Linked DNA regions of Mus musculus: all the other regions are linked to region 2. A link is a contact called in public HiChIP or PLAC-seq and promoter capture Hi-C data. All regions are on one chromosome and are shown on one strand. The core of a region is the stretch at or near the end of the contact, and the rest is flanking DNA. Distances in the headings are between cores, read along the strand shown.

Region 1 (2,700 bases), core at 45-2,544, 420 kb before region 2:
CAGTGGTCAGGGCCAGTGGGTGGGTCCGTCCCTAGAAGTTAATGAAGGTGTCTGAGCAGATGCTGCACATCCTTGAGGAAGTCGGCTGCTGCATTGTCGGCCAGAGTGCAAAGCTGGTTCCTGCTGATGGGATCCTGTATGCTGCACGAGATGTGACAGCCACTGTGGACAGTGTCCCACTCATTACAGGTGACCTGAAACGGGGTACCCTGACTGACAGACAGTCCGCTAGGCACTGCCGCTTTTCTCAGAGAGGCAACTCTTCCTGTGCCCAAGTATACCCTGGGATGATGTTTCTGGTCTTCGCAGCTTCAATCCTCAGTAAGAAGGCCGTGGAGGGACTGTCCACTCTGGTGGTAGATGTTAAGTTTGGGGGAGCTGCAGTCTTCCCAGACCAGGAGAAGGCCCGAGAACTGGCAAAGATGTTGGTGAGCCGTGCTAGGCCACAGTGCCCTTTCTATGAAGGGACATGAGCCTCACATTCCGTCCTATCCCTGCCTCTGCCCACTCAACAGTCCTGGAAGAATAAAACGGCAATTCCTCTTTCCAGCCCTCCTACCCTATCCAATCAAAGCTGTCCTGACTGCGGACCTGGGGAAATCCTCCACAGAACCCCCGCCACTTAGGGCAACCAACCAGAACACCCCCATCCCCTCTGAGGCCTGGCAGTGTTGGTTTCTGATCTCTAACCTAAGCCTTTACTGACACCTTAACCCAGGGACAGCAGGTATGGGATTTGATAATGCCGGATACTGAATAATGCCTCCCCAGGTTAGAGTGGGAGTGAGCCTGGGGCTGAAGGTCGCCGCAGCCCTGACCGCCATGGATAACCCTCTGGGCCGCAGCGTGGGCCATACCCTGGAGGTGGAAGAAGCGTTGCTTTGCCTGGATGGTGCGGGGCCGCCGGATCTGCGGGACCTGGTCATTAGGCTAGGTGAGAGGGCTGGAGTTAAGACCACCAGTTTGTATGCCAGGAGCTCTCAATCCCTGCAGCTTCTGAGCTCCACCCCGCCCGCCAGCAGGAGGCGCCATTCTTTGGATTAGCGGACAGGCGGAAACACAAGACCAAGGCGCCGCCCGAGTGGCCGCGGCGTTGGATGACGGCTCCGCGCGGCGCCGCTTCCAGCTGATGCTTTCGGCGCAGGGCGTGGACCCCGGCCTAGCTAAAGCATTGTGCTCCGGGAGCCCCACGCAACGCCGGCAGCTGCTGCCTCACGCCCGAGAGCAAGAGGAGCTGCTCGCACCGGCAGACGGTGAGACCGGATATCAACGGCACCAGATCCCACCCACTTCCTCTCCCGATCTTTCCTGGTCCTGGCACGTGCCTCCAGTAGGTTCTCAGTGTCCACCCTCTCCCTTAGGCATTGTTGAGTGCGTCCGAGCGCTGCCGCTGGCCCGTGTGCTGCACGACCTCGGAGCCGGACGCAGCCGAGCGGGGCAGCCGATCAGACCGGGAGTGGGTGCCGAGGTACTGGTCGACGTGGGCCAGTGTTTGTCCCGAGGTAAGCGCTGTCTGGAATCCATAAACAACCCTTCCGGTCGCCCGCTGTGACCTAGGTAACCGCCTCTGTCGCTCGCGCAGGGACACCCTGGCTCCGCGTGCACCTAGACGGCCCTGCGCTCAGCAGTCAGCAGCGACGCACTCTCCAGGGGGCGCTCGTGCTATCAGATCGAGCACCCTTCAAGGTCCCTTCACCCTTCGCTGAACTTGTCCTCCCACCGACCATCGCACAGCCCTAAGTCTCGAACCCAGCTCAGCCAGGTGAGTTCAGTTGGGCAAGTCCTCCCCCAAGGGGTGGGACTGGGTGAGGACGCTGTTAACATGTGGCCTCATACTCTGCTGCTACTGCTTCATCTAGCTTATCACATGAGCTAGAGACCTTCTGAGGCCCAGAAAATGGACATATTGGGAATATTTGCCAGTCCCATCTTCTCGGACTGGTCCTAGCTCAGGGCTGATGGTGCCCTGGACGTATCCTCCATCTCATAAGAGATCCAGGTTGTAGCCACACGGGGGCAACATACTGGGGGAGCCCAGTAGGCTGGATGCCAGTGGCTCTAAATGCTAGTTGTAACAACCTTCCCTGGGGAGAGGGGGGGGGGGGAGGATGAAGGGAGATGGCAGGGCTGAGGGACTGCAGAGGGGCAGGGTACGGCATCCAGTTAAGTGCAGAGGAGTCTGCCTGCCCAGGAAGGTGAAGGTCAGACAGTTCAAGGCACAGTGGGCTGAGCTGTGTTACATTACAGAAAACAAGCTGGAGGCACTTGTTTTCTGCTGAGCCCCAGATTACCCTGAAGTGACCCTAAAGCTAGAAAGGATCACCTCTTAAAGGTGGTCAGCCAGAGGATCAACAGCCTCCCTATAAAGAACAATTTATTGTAAATAGACACATGCATCCCAGTGCCCAGGCAAAGCATATTCGCGGTGCTTCCAAGAATCCACAGGGAGGCTTGGCAGTTGTGGCGTGGGTTCTCCAGAGGTTGGGGTCATGAGGCTGAGACTCCCTGGTTAAAGACGTAGGTTAGAGCAAACCAGCTATGGACTTTTGGTGTTGCCTGGACTGCATGCAGCTTACGGCAGAGCAGTTCTGAGTTGAGACGAGCCGGTGCAGGCAGCTAGATAACCTGCTTGAATGTGGGGCAGATGCTTGTCCAGCAGCGGAGGCCTAGACATCTTGTCCATTCTTTTCTGACTTTTGC
Region 2 (2,700 bases), core at 63-2,562:
ACCTGAAGAGCAAAACCTGTTTTTTTAAAAAAAAAATGCCTTTAAACCTTCCTAAAGCTGTGACCCTTTAATACAACACCACATGTTGTGGTGACACCAACCATAAAATTATTCCAGTGCTATTTCATTACTAATTTTGCTAGTTAGATATGTGACCCACTGTGTGTGGGGTCGCGACCCATAGGTTGAGAACTGCTTTAAACCCATTGAAAATATGCTGAAGTTTGCGCTTTAAAACAGCGGACAACTCTGACAGGGTGAGGGGCCTTCCTCAAGACAACCCAAGGCACCACCCACATAGGCACAAACACAGGACGATCACAGGAACTAACCTGGAAAGGCCTAGATGGCAAGTAGTGCTGACTGTCGGGAAGGGACAGCCTGGAAGGGCACAGCACAAGTATCCCACTAATAAGTCTAGGTACCAGGGCCACTCTATGTTCCTCTGCGCACAGAAGGCTTACTCTGCCTACCCTGATCTCAGTAGACGCTCGGCTGGCAAGGGGAGAACACCTGCCCCGAAGGACCCTCGGACTCCATCCATCCCCACCTCAGGCCTAAGTGGAGGCTTCTCGTGGTCAACAAGGGAGCCAGGAGGGAGGAAGCGGAGGGTGGGGCAGGGTGTGACCCATAGTCTTTGTGACTTGGTGTAGTCTGAGGGCTTGGGTTGTCTGTGTGACCCTGACAGGTGCGTGGGAGATGTGGAGCAGGAGCACATGACCCAGGCGAGGGTCGCAGGCACTTAAGGACTAATCCTGACGCATGGCCTGCTCCGTCGGGGGACCTAGTCCCCGCTCTCGCCCCCGACTCCACCCCCGTCCAAGCCGCTCCTTGGACCGTAACATGGGACTGGATCTAGAACCAAAGCTCAGTGTGAGTGCCAGCAACTGCGTTCGGACTGCGTCTCGGGTGTCCCCTGTGCTCCGCTGCTGCCAGCGGATTCCTCTTTCACGCAGCCCTCCGCAGCCTCTGCCGCCTGTGCGTCCACGAAGCCCCACACCCCGAGTGGGGCGCCGCTTAGCACGCCGAAAGCCCCGCTACCAGCGCCAGGAGTCTGCACAATGCATGGTGCAGGCGAGGGCGGTTGCCCTGAGCAACCGCAAGACGCCTGGCCGCTCTGCCCGCCGCTCGGCCACAGCAGCACGCGCTTTAGGGCGGGTCCCAGGTGAGCACTGCCTGCCCTCAGACGCGCCACGCCTGCCCTCGCTAGTGCCCAGGTCCCCCTCCTACGCAGTACTCGGAACCCCGCCCCGCCCCCTCCGATTGGAATCCCAGACGTCGATCCTTAGAATCACAGAACTTTCCCACCTTATCCCTCCACTTTCACCCCACCACGCCTGTTCAACCTTCTTTCCCTCACCTCCCCACTTTCCTCCAAACTTCGTAACGGCCTCCCCTTTCTGACCCTAAGCCTGCGCCCCAATTTGTGTCCTGTCTCCCTACCTCGACCTCTCCTTCTTAGCTCCAGACCTGTATTTCTCTCCAGACTGGATGTCCCTCTTGGACTTCCCTAACTCTGGCCCAAGTCTATCTCTTCAACCCCATACTTACTTCCTTACCCCCGAGTTGTCCCTCTACCCTAACTTCTTCATCTCATCTGTCTCCCACTGACCTTTCTTCTCATCTGACTTCTCACACCTCAAGTTTCCCAGTCATGTCGTGTCCCCCGACCCCAAACCCTCCTTTCAGGCCTCCCTCCCACACCCGGGTCCTCCGAACCCCACCCTTGCCTCCCTGGGTATGTCTGAACTCTAAATCTTTGTCAACAGGGGTTGGGGGCCAAAAGAACCAGCTACGAGAGGCGAGCATGGAGAACGGCGAGAGGAAGAAGCTGTCTTCCACTTTGTCAGATGGAGATCACAAAGAAGAAAATAGTCTGTACCTTTCTTGTTCCGCATTTTCGGCAGCCTTACTCAAAGGAGCAGGCGTGGGGGGGGGGCGGGGGCGGGGGTTGGGAATAGCGGAGGAGGCCCAGTTCAGTTGCCCTCTGGACTCCCGTGTTGGTTCTGTGAGACTGTTCTGGTAGTACAAGGTAAAGCTTTTTATCCTAGCCGGGTACTGAACTTGCCCTTCAGACATGGGTCATATCCACTGACAAATACCTAAATATCTATAAGTAAAATCATGGTCATGGATGGGTACACATTTAGTTTTAGAAGATATAGTTCAGGGCCTGGGATGGTGGAACACACCTTTAATCCCAGCACTCGGGAGGGAGAGGCAAGATGATCCTCTGTGAATACGAGGCAAGCCTGGTCTACAAAGCCAGTCCGGGCAGCCAGGGCTCTGTTGTTACACAGAGAAACCCTGTCTGGAAAAAAAAAAGAGAGAGAAGATATAATCCAGGCTTACCAGCCGGGGCACTCCCCACTGGCCACACAACTGGCATTGCCTTGGCCTTTAAGATCAGTTTGGTGGGTGCTACCAGACTCTCTAGGGCTTTTATTGGCCGTTCTCTTACATTCACGATGGGGAAATATTATTCCACATCTTGACCATTATTAATAATGAGTCTTACTGGTTTCAGGTGTTTCTTGTTCATTCTGGATACCAGCTCTGTGTCAGATCGTTGCGTCAGACTTACTCACGAGGATCTGTGGCTGGGGGTTGGTTGGTTGATTGATTTCTAGGGGTTTAGTTGGCTGGTTGATTTTGTTTTTCTTCCTTTTCCTGTTTATTTGTTTGGTTAGTTGGTTGGGT
Region 3 (2,715 bases), core at 20-2,519, 480 kb before region 2:
ATTTTCTCTCTCTCTTTTTTTTTTAGGAGATCGGTCTGGAAACACCTCAGCTGTCTGCTTCACAGATTGCTCTTAAGGCTGCTCTCTGATTGGCTCCTCTGCTGCCACCCCATTAATTCTCTTACCACCTTTCTTCTCTCACTATGTAGCCTGGCTGGCCTGGAACCCAGTATATAGACTAGACTGTCCTCAGATTCACAGGTAATTAACCACCGATTTCAGTTTCCTGAATGCTTCCCCCGCGTTCTTATACACACACACACACACACACACACACACACACACCCCGCACCCGCACAATGAACTCTCTTCCCTTTTTTTTTTTTTAAGATTTATTTATTATATGTAAGTACACTGTAGCTGTCTTCAGACGCACCAGAAGAGGGCGTCAGATCTCATTACGGGTGGTTGTGAGCCATCATGTGGTTGCTGGGATTTGAACTCAGGACCTTCGGAAGAACAGTCAGTGCTCTTAACCACTGAGCCATCTCGCCAGCCCCCACTCCCTAGGCTTTCTAAAAAAGAATTATTTATTTTTTATGTGTATGAGTACACTGTGGCTATTTTCAGACACACCAGAAGAGGGCATCGGATCCCATTACATACAGACTGTTGTGAGCCACCACATGGTTGGCGGGAATTGAACTCAGGACCTCTGGAAGAGGGATCAGTGCTCTTAACCGCTTAGCCACCTCTTCAGCCCCATCCCTAGACTTTAAAGGAAAGTCTTTTCTTAACTCTAAGGTCTCATGTTCAATTCTCCCTCCCCTACACCGAAACTCGTAGCTTTGAGGCCCTTTCATTCTAATAAACCTCATCCTTCAGATGAATTATGGATTGTGTAAGCTTCCTTTCTAAGCTGACCATTAACGTCTCCCTCTTCCCGATATTTAACAGGAGAGAGACACACTCTCTCGAGAAAGAAAAATACTTTAAGTTATTGTGTTGGGTCACATTAATGGCGCTCATGCGGTCTATGCAGCGCTGGACACGCCGGACTGATTCTTATTACGCCTTCCAGCATCACATATACACCTGCTGCCTTGTGGAAAGGGGAATCGTTAGAACCTACGTTTTCATTCTTCCATTCACTTACCCCAACTGTCACCACAGGCTCGGCTAATCTACTCCCTAGTAGAGTGTCTCACACAGCAGCTGTTATAAAGGAGCCGCAAACTACCATCGTCCATTCATTGGCCAGAGCCTGGCTCGTAAGCTTTGCGGAGCTACTGTCCAACCGCCCACGGCGCTCGGGATTGGCCTACGTCACTTCCTTGGTTCCGGACACAGTCCACGCAGTAACTTGTTTTTGCAGAGACTGATAGGCGGATCGGGCGTGGCCCGAGCGCGCCCCACTCAGGGAAAGCTGCCGTCCCTCTTTGCCTTTGAGCGCCGCAGCCCTGAGAATCGCATCTGGCTTGGAAACGGTCCCAGGACTGGAGCCACCAAGAAAGCCGAAGGCAGTCGCGAAGAGCCGAGGACGCCCAGAGACTCTGCGGCTTCCGGGAAGCGGAACCGAGCCTACCCGGAAGGAGCCAACCTCACCTGAGGCTCGCTGAGCACCGGCAGGCGTTAAACCTAACGGAGCCCACGTCATGGCGGCAGACGGGACAGGGGTAGTCGGAGGAGGGGCTGTCGGCGGCGGCCTGCCCAAGGACGGTTTGCAGGATGCTAAGTGCCCAGAGCCAATCCCCAATCGGCGGCGCGCTTCCTCGCTGTCCCGTGACGCGCAGCGCCGAGCCTATCAGTGGTGCCGGGAGTACCTGGGCGGGGCCTGGCGCCGAGCGCGGCCGGAGGAGCTGAGCGTTTGTCCCGTGAGGTCAGGGGTCAGCCCTGGGGACCCTGGGGACACTCCCAGTTCGGTCGCCGTCAGTGCTACGCGGGGGGGTGGGGGGTGGGGGCAGGTCTGCAGCCTGCTGTGCTGGGGGGCGGGGTCCCCCTTCGGGACTTGGGAGGTCCTCTCGGGAAGGGTGTCTAGAGTGGGTCCCACCAATCGGGGGGACGACCCTTGCTGAGCCTGACCTGTGTGGATCTGCAGCGGAGGCCTCAGCAACCTGCTCTTCCGATGCTCACTACCGAACCACGTACCCAGTGTGGGCGGGGAGCCCCGGGAGGTGCTGCTACGACTCTACGGGGCCATCCTGCAGGTGAGGGAAAAGAAGGATCGTAACTTGGGAGTTCGGACATCTGGAGCAAGTGGTGCAGAAAGTGGTGTCTTATTTGTGTAGCTGAATATGCTGAAGCTCAAGAATTCTCAGTCAGTAAGAGCAGAAGTCCAAGCTATTGTAGATGAAGCCGATTTGGGCCAGTACCCACGTACCTCTGGCTTTTTCTGACATGAGCCCCTTTGCCATACATCTTTTATCAGGGTGTAGACTCCTTGGTATTAGAAAGCGTGATGTTCGCCATTCTCGCAGAGCGGTCTCTAGGGCCCCAGCTTTACGGAGTGTTTCCAGAGGGCCGCTTGGAACAGTACCTCCCAGTAAGAGCCCAGTTTTTGTTGTTTTTACCCCAAGTCTTTACCCTTCCCAAAGTCTGCCTTCACATCCCAGGTAGGGAAATTTCCCTAAGACCTTGATCTCCTCCCATCCCGTATCCCTTCCCCCTCCCGCCCCAGCCCCCTCACCACCCTGATAGGTTACTGGGTACAGAGCCGGCCGTTGAAAACTCAAGAGCTCCGGGACCCAGTGTTGTCGGGAGCCATTGCAACGAGGA

Evidence for each region. Promoter capture Hi-C pulls out the DNA fragments that hold promoters and counts their contacts. HiChIP or PLAC-seq counts read pairs in DNA pulled down with a chosen protein or histone mark.
Region 1: a contact with region 2 is called in a promoter capture Hi-C map of neural stem cells. The contact joins the promoter of Sco2 here to the promoter of Ttll8 in region 2. A contact is called at or near these places in 5 of 39 promoter capture datasets (the C10 cell line, cranial neural crest, hippocampal neurons and 2 more), 2 of 115 datasets of contacts at active chromatin or transcription factors (bone marrow-derived macrophages and pancreatic cancer cells) and 3 of 9 other capture datasets (adipose tissue, liver and macrophages).
Region 3: a FOXA1 HiChIP or PLAC-seq map of pancreatic cancer cells shows a contact between it and region 2. The contact joins the promoter of Chkb here to the promoter of Ttll8 in region 2. A contact is called at or near these places in 7 of 39 promoter capture datasets (the C10 cell line, cranial neural crest, hematopoietic stem and progenitor cells and 4 more), 3 of 115 datasets of contacts at active chromatin or transcription factors (bone marrow-derived macrophages, large pre-B cells and pancreatic cancer cells) and 3 of 9 other capture datasets (adipose tissue, liver and macrophages).

What each region holds. Positions count from the first base shown.
Region 1 is chr15:89,372,485-89,375,184 of GRCm38.p6, reverse strand. It overlaps Sco2 (SCO2 cytochrome c oxidase assembly protein), which reads left to right and starts at 1,294. Exons shown (of 3, transcript NM_001111288.2): 1 at 1,294-1,502; 2 at 1,583-1,762. Ncaph2 (non-SMC condensin II complex, subunit H2) reads right to left here. Exons shown (of 20, transcript NM_001115132.2): 20 at 2,335-2,700. Tymp (thymidine phosphorylase) reads left to right here. Exons shown (of 11, transcript NM_138302.2): 5 at 60-189; 6 at 310-428; 7 at 772-934; 8 at 1,023-1,253; 9 at 1,362-1,502; 10 at 1,583-1,762. The coding sequence ends at 1,740.
Region 2 is chr15:88,953,030-88,955,729 of GRCm38.p6, reverse strand. It overlaps Ttll8 (tubulin tyrosine ligase-like family, member 8), which reads left to right and starts at 1,312. Exons shown (of 12, transcript NM_172818.3): 1 at 1,312-1,874. The coding sequence starts at 1,655.
Region 3 is chr15:89,428,481-89,431,195 of GRCm38.p6, reverse strand. It overlaps Chkb (choline kinase beta), which reads left to right and starts at 1,269. Exons shown (of 11, transcript NM_007692.6): 1 at 1,269-1,819; 2 at 2,039-2,147; 3 at 2,369-2,482; 4 at 2,652-2,715. The coding sequence starts at 1,596. It overlaps Gm44502 (predicted readthrough transcript (NMD candidate), 44502), which reads left to right and starts at 1,269. Exons shown (of 27, transcript NR_004843.2): 1 at 1,269-1,819; 2 at 2,039-2,147; 3 at 2,369-2,715. C730034F03Rik (a long non-coding RNA gene) reads right to left here and starts at 1,181. Exons shown (of 4, transcript XR_875570.1): 1 at 1,097-1,181.